Linked DNA regions of Mus musculus: region 1 is linked to region 2. A link is a contact called in public HiChIP or PLAC-seq data. All regions are on one chromosome and are shown on one strand. Each heading gives the region's core, a stretch centred on a gene start, on an enhancer-like site or on the middle of the called end of the contact. The rest is flanking DNA. Distances are from core to core; before and after follow the strand shown.

Region 1 (4,795 bases), core at 1,108-3,607, 310 kb after region 2:
TTTCCCATAATTGACTTCAGGCGGGTTGTGTTGTTGTTATTGTTGTTATTGTTTAAGCTCTGCTTTTGTTTTATGTGCTTGGGTGTTTTGCCTGCATGTGTATGTATGTGTAGCATATGCATGCAATGCCAGAGGACGCCTGAAAAGGGCACTAGATCCCCTGAACTGGAGTTACATATGGTTAGTAGCTACCACGTGGGTGCTGGGAATCAAGCCTGGGTCCTCTGCAAGAGTTGTCGGTGTTCATAACCACTGAGCCTTCTCCGCAGGTTTTTAAAAACATGCCTTGATGAAGAAGGAGCGGTCTGGTACAATCAGTGGAAATGGGAAGCTGAAATTTCTCACTGAAATACTGTGTCCCAGCATGAATTATAAGAACCCACAGCTCCTTCTGTCAGTCAGCAGCTTAATAGTCCTCCATGGAATTCCCTCCAGCTACACACAAACACACACACACACACACACACACACACACACACACACACAGAGAGAGAGAGAGAGAGAGAGAGAGAGAGAAATATACACTTGCACAAGGAGAGACCACATCAAACATAGACACACAGGCATACTCAAACACACCACACACATATATAGAAACACAGACTCACACCACACAGAGACATAGAAACACACTCTCTCTCTCTCACTCACTCACTCACACACACACACACACACACACACACACACACCATACCAGACACATAGACACACAGACAGATACCACACCAGACACACAGACACATACCAGACACACACACACACACACACACACACACACAGAGACATCACACCAGACACATTGACACACACAGTGAGATATCACACCAGACTCAGAGACAGACACACACAAACTGTCCCCTACGTCTCATAGATTCCATTTCAAAGTTGTGTCTCAAATGTTCCCGACTCTCTCCCCTGCAGCCACTGTCTGAGCCCACAGCCCACCTCATTTCTGCCACACCCCTAACCAATGATGGTTTCTGTCCTCAGCCTTGTGAGTCTCCTTTCTCTACGAAAGCCACTGCATTGCTCTATGGCACCACCTTCAGTGGTACCCTTTCTCTAGACATGAATTATGGACTCCTTAAGAGAGGCTCCCCAGCCAGGCGTTGGTGGCCCTAATCCCAGCACTTGGAAGGCAGAGGCAGGCAGATTTCTGAGTTCGAGGCCAGCCTGGTCTACAAAGTGAGTTCCAGGACAGCCAGGGCTACACAGAAAAACCCTGTCTCAAAAAACCAAGAGAGAGAGAGGGAGAGAGAGAGAGAGTCCCTGTACTGGCTCTGTCAATCACCCCATGGGCTACACTGATAGCTTCAGGCTCTGTCATCAGCCAAGCTCTTCTGTGCCCCAGGGCCTTTGCTCATGAGTGTCTCCTGCCTAGAACATTCATATCACCGTTCTGCCCCATTAACAGCAGCTCATCCATCAACTCTCAGCTTTGAGTCATCCTCCTGGGTGAGCCTTAACCTTTATACAGAAATGAGAAAGCCCTTCTGTGTTCTCTATCCACCCAGTACTATTCTTCACACACTTATCTGAGTCTATAACTGTGCGGCTATTGCTTGTTGTTTTAGCTGCTAACTTCACGGAGCCAAGAACGTGCCTGCAGCGCTGGCCACTGTGTCTGGACCCAGCTCCCGATGAGGCGCGGGCTCATGCTGCGCCTTCAACACATATTTGTCAAATCAATGATTCACCAAACAAACCCACTCCTGAATAAATTTAGTTACAACAGGTCGAGGCATATCAAGAGACATCTCTTGCAATTTAACAGATAATCCGGGTTTGTTCAGTGAATCAACCCACTGTAACTAAATTTATTCAAGAGTGGCATGACTGGACTGAGGCTCGAGCTAAGTAGCAGAGCTCCCGCCTAGCTCATGCAGGGTGTAGACCTCATCCGCAGTGTGTCGAAATAAGACAGCTTCCGTGATGAAGCGTCGAGGCAAAGCATCTTTCTCACGCTAACAGAGAGAGCGTCCCTCAAGGACACACTTCTTCAGTTGACAGTTCATTTCTAGAGGTAGAGATATAGTGGGCAATCAGATACAACCCAGGGTGACAGGCAGGGTTTATCTCAGAAACATCATTAAGCATCTTATACATTAGGCATCTCAGGGCTGTGAGGCGCTCGGCTTGTCTGACTCGATGGAGGTTCACTAGTCAGGTGAATATTTCGAGTGACGGATGCAGCCCAGGCGGCTTTAAACAACACAGAGCATTTATTGGCTTCATAACTGAGGAGTTCAGTGAGCCTTTGGGTTGGGTGTAGACCAGTGATGTCACAGGGTCCCTGTTGCTATCCATCACAGACAGTGCCATCCTGCCTTGTGATGTCATACGCCAGTGTGGCTATCACCACACCACCCTGGACACCCCTGAGCGCATCTTCTACTACATGACTGGGGGGTCTTGTTTCACGTGTACCAACACATTGAGCCCTTCAGTCATCATATCTTCTCACCAGCCGAGCCAGGGAAGAGAGGGCCTGTCTTCTAGAAGTTTCCATCTTGTTTCTTAGCCCCAACCACAAAGAGACCGGTTTCCAGTATTCCACCCCAGGACCCCAGCTCTCCACAACCTGACCTGACAACATGGAAGAGTGTCGATTGGAAGGTGAGAGCTCTTCCCCCTTCTCTAGAATGTCTCTGCTTAGGAATTACAGTACATTTTCCATTGGAAAAAAAAATTCTACATTTACCAAGACTTGCTTTACGTTTTTATGAAAAAGATGCACATTTTGTTACTTCTCTGTTGCTGTGATAAAACACCCGGACCAAGGTGCCTTAGAGAAGGAAGGATTTATTTGTACTTATGGTTCCAGAGGTGTAAGATCCATCATCAACACAGCAGGGAAGATTGGCAGTGGGCAGACATGGACACTGGAGCTGAGAGCTCACAGCTTAAACCACAGGCAGGAAACAGAGAGCTCAGTGGGAATGGATCAAGGCTTTTGAAACCTTAAAGCTGGCCTTCAGTGACATTCTTCCTCCAGCAAGGACAAACCTCTCCAAATCTACCAGAACATCTCTTCCGACTAGGGACCACACGTTCAAATACTGAACCCATGGAGGGCGTTCTCCGTCAAACCACCACAGGGAGTGCCCCTGTTGATACTGTGTGAATTGTTCATCCTATGGAAACTTTGGGGTCTCTATCACGGCAAATGAAATGATTAAAATTTTTTCCAAAAGTCATAAGAGGACAAGGAGGGTGGCTCAGCAGGTTGGGTGCTTGCCCTAGAAGTATTGGGGACCAGAGTTCAAATACCTAGAGTCCACAGAAAAGCTACATGGGGTGGCCACCTCACCCGGGGAAAGCAAGGTGGCCAGCTGGACTACCCTCAATAGTGAACTACAGGTTCAGTGAGAGCCCTCACCTCAATATATAAGGAAGAGAGAGTGATAGATGGAGATATATGCCAATCCCAGCCTCCACAGACATGCACACACAAGCACACACACACTGCATATACATATATGTAAAAACACATGTAAGAACAAGATGGTTTATTTAGTGCCATTTCTGTTGATGGAGGGGTGGGACATTTGTGACATCAACAGTACTGTCACAGACACCTGCCTTACATGCTCTTATGGAAAGTTCCAGAATCATCTCTGGCAGTAGAATTTCTGGGTTACTTGGACTTAAAGATTTATTTATTTATTTTAATATATATATATTTCTGGGTTACATATATATATATGTATATATATATATAATTTCTGGGTTACTTGGACTTAAAGATTTATTTATTTTAATATATATATAATATATATTTTAATATATACATATACATACAAATATATATATATATATGTATATATATATATATATATATACACTGTAGCTGTACAGATGGTTGTGAGTCCTCATGTAGTTGTTGAAAATTGAATTTTTAGGGCCTCTGCTTGCTCCAGTCAACTCTGCTCGCTCAGTCCCTGCTCACTCTGACCCAAAGGTTTATTTATTATTATAATTAACTACACTGTAGCCGTCATCAGACGCACCATGTGGTTGCTGGGATTTGAACTCAGGACCTTCGGTAGAACAGTCAGTGCTCTTAACCGCTAAGCTATCTTGCCAGCCCAGGTTCCTTGCATTAAAAAAAATATTGTTATACACGGTGGTGTTCATTAAATGTAACACTGTGACAAGATCAGCTTCCAGGAGGAAGGTTCTGGAAGCTAGTTCTGTCTACCCTGGAGAGGAAGCAGCAGAACAGCTTCATGGCTGAGGTAGCCCCTAATACTCTAGCCAATCAGGATGTAAAGAGGAGACTGATCTAGATCCAAAAGCTGAGCTTGCCTTCAAGGACCCACATCAGTGCTCTAGGCTGCTGTGAAAGAGTCCACAAGCTCTTAACATTTGCCTCTCAAACTCACACAGGCAACAAGCTTAGACAGCTGCGAGTCACCGGTCCAGTCACCACTGCCATTTGCCGCCTCCACACACTGTCCTGAATTCCAGTTAGTGTCATGGCGGTGGCAGAGTAAAGACCAAAACAGGGTAGAGATCTGGCTTCCAAAGCTCAGCAGGTAGAGAAAGCCCCGCTCCAGCTTGCTCACAGGTACCAAACTTCACAGAGCTTGCATGCGTCCGCCACTGACCCAGGCTCACCAGCAATGAAGTGTCGTGAAACTTCACAATTCTGCCAGCTGGACAGACAGGCATGATGTTTTGCTTTGATGGGAGAAAGGATCAGAGGCTCTCTGTAGTCTCCTGGTCCCTGGGGCTTCTTTGTCCTGTTCTGCCATTTCAGATGTCTGCCTGGGATCTACTGGGATATATGCGT
Region 2 (4,502 bases), core at 1,990-4,489:
CTCCTGAGGCTGACCACCAAGGTCTAGCTATCAAAGTATTGGAGTCCAGCAATCAAAAGCTCCTTTGACTCACCAGATTGCATGCCCAATTAAAATTAAACACCTCATTCTAACACAGTACAGTGGTTTGAATATGCTTGGCCCAGAGACTGGCACTATTAGGAGATGTGGCCTTGTTGGAGTAGGTTCGAACTTCTTGGAGGAAGTGTGTCACTGTGGGGTGGGCTTTGAGAAGCTCCTCCTAGCTTCCTGAGGACAGTCATCTGTTTACCTTTGAAACAAGGTGTAGCACTCTTAGCATCTCCTGCAGCATGCCTGCCTTGATGCTGCCATGCTCCCACCTTGATGATAACGGACTGAACCTCAGAACCTGTAAGCCAGCCCCAATTAAATGTTGTCCTTTATAAGAGTTGCCTTGGTTGTGGTGTCTGTTCACAGCAATGGAAAACCTAAGAAGACACATGGGGTTTCCCCCTTTACCTTTATAAACTGCCATTTTCCTATGGGCCACATCTTCATGGTTTAACTTTAAAACTTTTGAAAATTTGGATTTTAGGCTACATCGCTTTAAAGTTTTTGAAATTTAATTTTTACACCAAAGTCATCTTCTCTATGCTTTTAGGTCAGGAGAGGAGTGTTATATTACAAAGGCAGAGAGAGGGAAGTAGGCTGTGTAATTCCCTGGGCACATTAAAAAAAAAATCTTCTTCTGTCATCCTTTCACCCTTGGAAAGAGAAAAGGCAACTTGTGGAATCAGTGTATCAGGGACAACAGCCATATTACCAGCCTCCCGTTGTCTCTGGCTAATGAGTGACATGCCTCTATCCTGTGGCCTGAGCTAGCTCATCTCCTGTGGCCCTGCCTCCAGCATGAAATCCATCTTTCCCTGTGAGCTGCTGTCACCTCAGGTTCAGTGACAGCAGGTTCAATGCCTATGACAGTCCTCTCCTGAGTGACCATCCTGTCACCTGGCATCCTTATCATCATCCCCACTTTTATTTAGCCAACTCTTCTTTAAAGGCTTTCTTGCCCCAGTCAGGGGTCCATTGCTTACTTCCAGACCATGGGGGAAGGAGGGATTTTAAAAATGGAGGTGGGCTGGGTGGTGGTAGTACATGCCTTTAATCCCAGCACTTGAGAGGTAGAGGCAGGTGGACCTCTATGAGTTCAAGGCCAGCCTGGTCTACAGAGTTCCAGGACAGCAGAGGCTATACAGAGAAACCCTGCCTCGAAACCACGCCCCCTCCAAAGGTGGGGAAAACGGAGATGGAAGTTACCCACTATGAGATTCATCCTTCCAATAAGTTTTTTTAATAGTACAATTGTACCTTGCTATTTTCAGGAGATTGGTTCTAGAACTTTTATGGTACCCAAGTCCAAGAAAGTGAGGCTCCTTATTAGAAAACAGCCAGCTCTTTGCGTAGAGCTGATGCACACATACCCTCCTAGATCTTAAATCATCTGCAGATTACACACACTGCCTAATGAAGTGGGACTACTAAGCATACAGTCTTTTGTTCATGGACTAATAACAAGAGAAACGTCTGCAAATGATCGATACAAATGTTTGCGCAGTGGTTGGTTGAATCTGTGGATGTGGAGGGATGGCTGAATAGCCACAGATCCTTTTCAACAATAACCAATATCTAATTCCAGAACATTTCCCTTGCCCCCAAAGGAACCCTGGACTTGTATGCTCTTGATACTTAGTAGTGTATCATGTCCAGAGGAGTCTCCATCCAAATCCTGACTGTCACACTGGAGTAGATTGTGCTTCAGGAATCCAAACCTCAGTTCTTTGACCTCCCATTTTGTGGTCTTGAGATTCCCAGTGTCCAATTCAGTCATAGATGAGAACTGTGACATATAAAAGCAACTAAACTAAAGCAGATCGATGAGCTGGTATGATCGGGGAATCAGTAAGCTTAAATTGGTGATTTATAACTTCTGCTCTGACCAGATAACTCCTCTGTGTGTCTTTGAATTAAAGTTTCAGTTCTGAGACTTGTACAAATTTGCAATCTGGGGCTGGAGAGATGGCTCAGCAGTTAAGAGCACTGACTGTTCTTCCAAAGGACCTGAGTTCAAATCCCAGCAACCACATGGTGGCTCACAACCATCCGTAATGAGATCTGATGCCCTCTTCTGGTACATCTGAAGACAGATACAGTGTACTTAGACATAATAATAAATAAACCTATTTTTAAAAAAAGCTTAAAAAAACAATTTCTCCATCTGCAAGAAATAATACCGAGGGATCAATGTCACAATGCCTGGGATATTGCTATCGATAACCCATATATTGCCATCCACAACCAGATATTATCATTCATTGTACAGTTAGTATCCCGGCATCCAGGATCCCTCCCACTGTCTTTTAGCATCCCACCTTTTCAGGAATCCCCAGAAACTCCTCGCTAGTGTTACCTTTCCTGCATCCACATTGTCTCAGTGCTATCTTTCAAGAACAGTTTTTTACTCAGCAGTTGGATTTCCACCCATGTTGTATGGATATCCATAGTTCGTTCCCCCTCTTTGCTGTATAGATACAGCACAGCTTATTTAACCAGCTTCCCATTCGGGCTATTTCTGGCTTGTTTTGCATTCAGGCTATTCCTATAGTGTGAATGCATGCAGACTGCTCAGTTTGGAAAGAATTCATCAGTGAGTTTGTACATCTCAGAGGGCTCACATCTACATCTACCGTGCAATGGCTTTCTTTGGGAGGCGAAGCTTACTCACCTCATCCTAGAGTTGGCAGAATAAGCTTGCATGGTTTCCTAGAAGTCACATGACAAGCCAGCAGCTGGGTCATACGCTGAGTAAATACGCTGTGCCTGTCTCCACATAGAAACTCAGTCACAAATAGTTCCAGATACTAAATTCTAGGGATGCAAAAAGGATGAAAGTTTGGTCCTGAATGGGCTTGCAGGAGAGTTGGGAATCATGGGCCCAGAGCATGAATACAACACATGCTCGGACCATAAAGATAAGCATTGTAATTGCACAGAGTGGGGCCTAAACCACAGGGGGACCGTGCCTGGGCATGGGGAGGTGTGACCTCAGTGGGGGGAGATGGTGTGAGCACCCTGCAGCACAGACGGATTCCTCTGAAATTTTCCACTGAGAAAAAAAAAATGCTCTCTGAAAAAGATTTCTCGTCCTGGGCTGATGTTGGGTAGATAGTTTTATTTCCGTGACTAGTCAAATCTACGGGATCAGCAGAGCCTAGTAGGGACAGACCCAGAGAAATGCTTCCTTCATGATTCAGATGGAATGAGGAAATCGTGTTCTTTGCTAATAATACCCCAAGACCCAAATGTCAGAGCTACAGTATAAAGGAACACAAATAAATCTTACACACGCGAACTCCCAGGCTGACACTGGAAAGTAAACACTGCTGTGTGGTGCATGTGCTGGCCAGATTGTCAGCGCCATGGGAGCCACCCAGCACACACCTCTATGACAACCGCTCCTTTGGCCTGGGAAGAGGTGGGTGGCAGTGATTGGCACATGCTGAGGGTATACAACATGTTTCTCATATAAACCAGTGTTGTCTTCCCTAGTTCTCTAAGGAGAGAGTACAGACCACTGGAGAGTGAAGAACCTGCCCAGGACTGCTACAACATGCAAGGCTTTCGGATCGCCCTTATAGGGGTGACAGGGAACGAAGCCACACTGAGATCGGGTGGGTGCTGGGCACTAACAGAGCTGTACCAATGGCCAGGAAACCCAGTATGTTCCTTATATATCCTGAGGAGCAGGTTAGCTAATCTCTGTAGGAGGTCTCTGTAGGGAGCAGCCTCAGGCTGCAGTCATTCTGGAGAAAGAAGCTGCGGTTGATGTGTATGGTGCATGCTGTCCACATCTGTACTGGACCAGGAGAAGACCTAGTCACCCCCAGGGGTCTGAGGCACTGGAGTCCTTGACATGGCTGGGCTCCAGTCAATATTCTCTCACTCAGGACCTCATCCGTCCACCACACAAAACCACTTAGGCACTGGGCCCAGAACTGTGTATCTTGGAGGGAACCATGAAATGTTGTTTACCTAAAAAGGAAGTGGATAGCCAGGCGTGGTGGCGCACGCCTTTAATCGCAGCACTCGGGAGGCAGAGGCAGGCGGATTTCTGAGTTCGAGGCCAGCCTGGTCTACAAAGTGAGTTCCAGGACAGCCAGGGCTATAAAGAGAAACCCTGTCTCGAAAAAAAAAAAAAAAAAAAAAAAAAAAAGGAAGTGGAGAGAGTCAGAGGTCAATGACACTTGGCTGGTCCAGTGTGTTGGTGATGTTGGAGCCACAGAGAGCAGGGGCTTATTCACTAAGGCCTTGGTGATAGAGTCTCCATGGAAAGGGTTTGGTAGGGGTATCAGCAAAGCCAGGATCGTGGAGAAAGGTGCAATTGTACCATTTTCTGTCCCCAGAGGTCTTCAGTGGGACATAGACATGCAGACAGAGGCACAAGCCAAGCAGGCTCCGGAGCCACCAAGATGGATACAAAGGCA

The links. HiChIP or PLAC-seq counts read pairs in DNA pulled down with a chosen protein or histone mark.
Region 1: a FOXA1 HiChIP or PLAC-seq map of pancreatic cancer cells shows a contact between it and region 2. The contact joins the promoter of 4930505K14Rik here to the enhancer-like site in region 2. A contact is called at or near these places in 3 of 39 promoter capture datasets (the 3T3-L1 cell line, HPC-7-derived erythroid cells and hippocampal neurons), 14 of 484 Hi-C or Micro-C datasets (B cells, Th1 cells, bone marrow-derived macrophages and 9 more) and 1 of 115 datasets of contacts at active chromatin or transcription factors (pancreatic cancer cells).

The regions. Positions count from the first base shown.
Region 1 is chr5:148,775,606-148,780,400 of GRCm38.p6, forward strand. It overlaps 4930505K14Rik (RIKEN cDNA 4930505K14 gene), which reads left to right and starts at 2,358. Exons shown (of 3, transcript NR_131106.1): 1 at 2,358-2,616; 2 at 4,763-4,795.
Region 2 is chr5:148,461,327-148,465,828 of GRCm38.p6, forward strand. No RefSeq gene overlaps it. Among named protein-coding and RNA genes, the nearest start is that of Slc7a1, 64 kb to the left of the region's middle. Within about 2 kb of position 3,240, at least 23 of the 459 cell types and tissues checked have an H3K27ac peak or open chromatin away from gene starts, as enhancers often do. A contact at or near this core is called in pancreatic cancer cells, where this site is marked.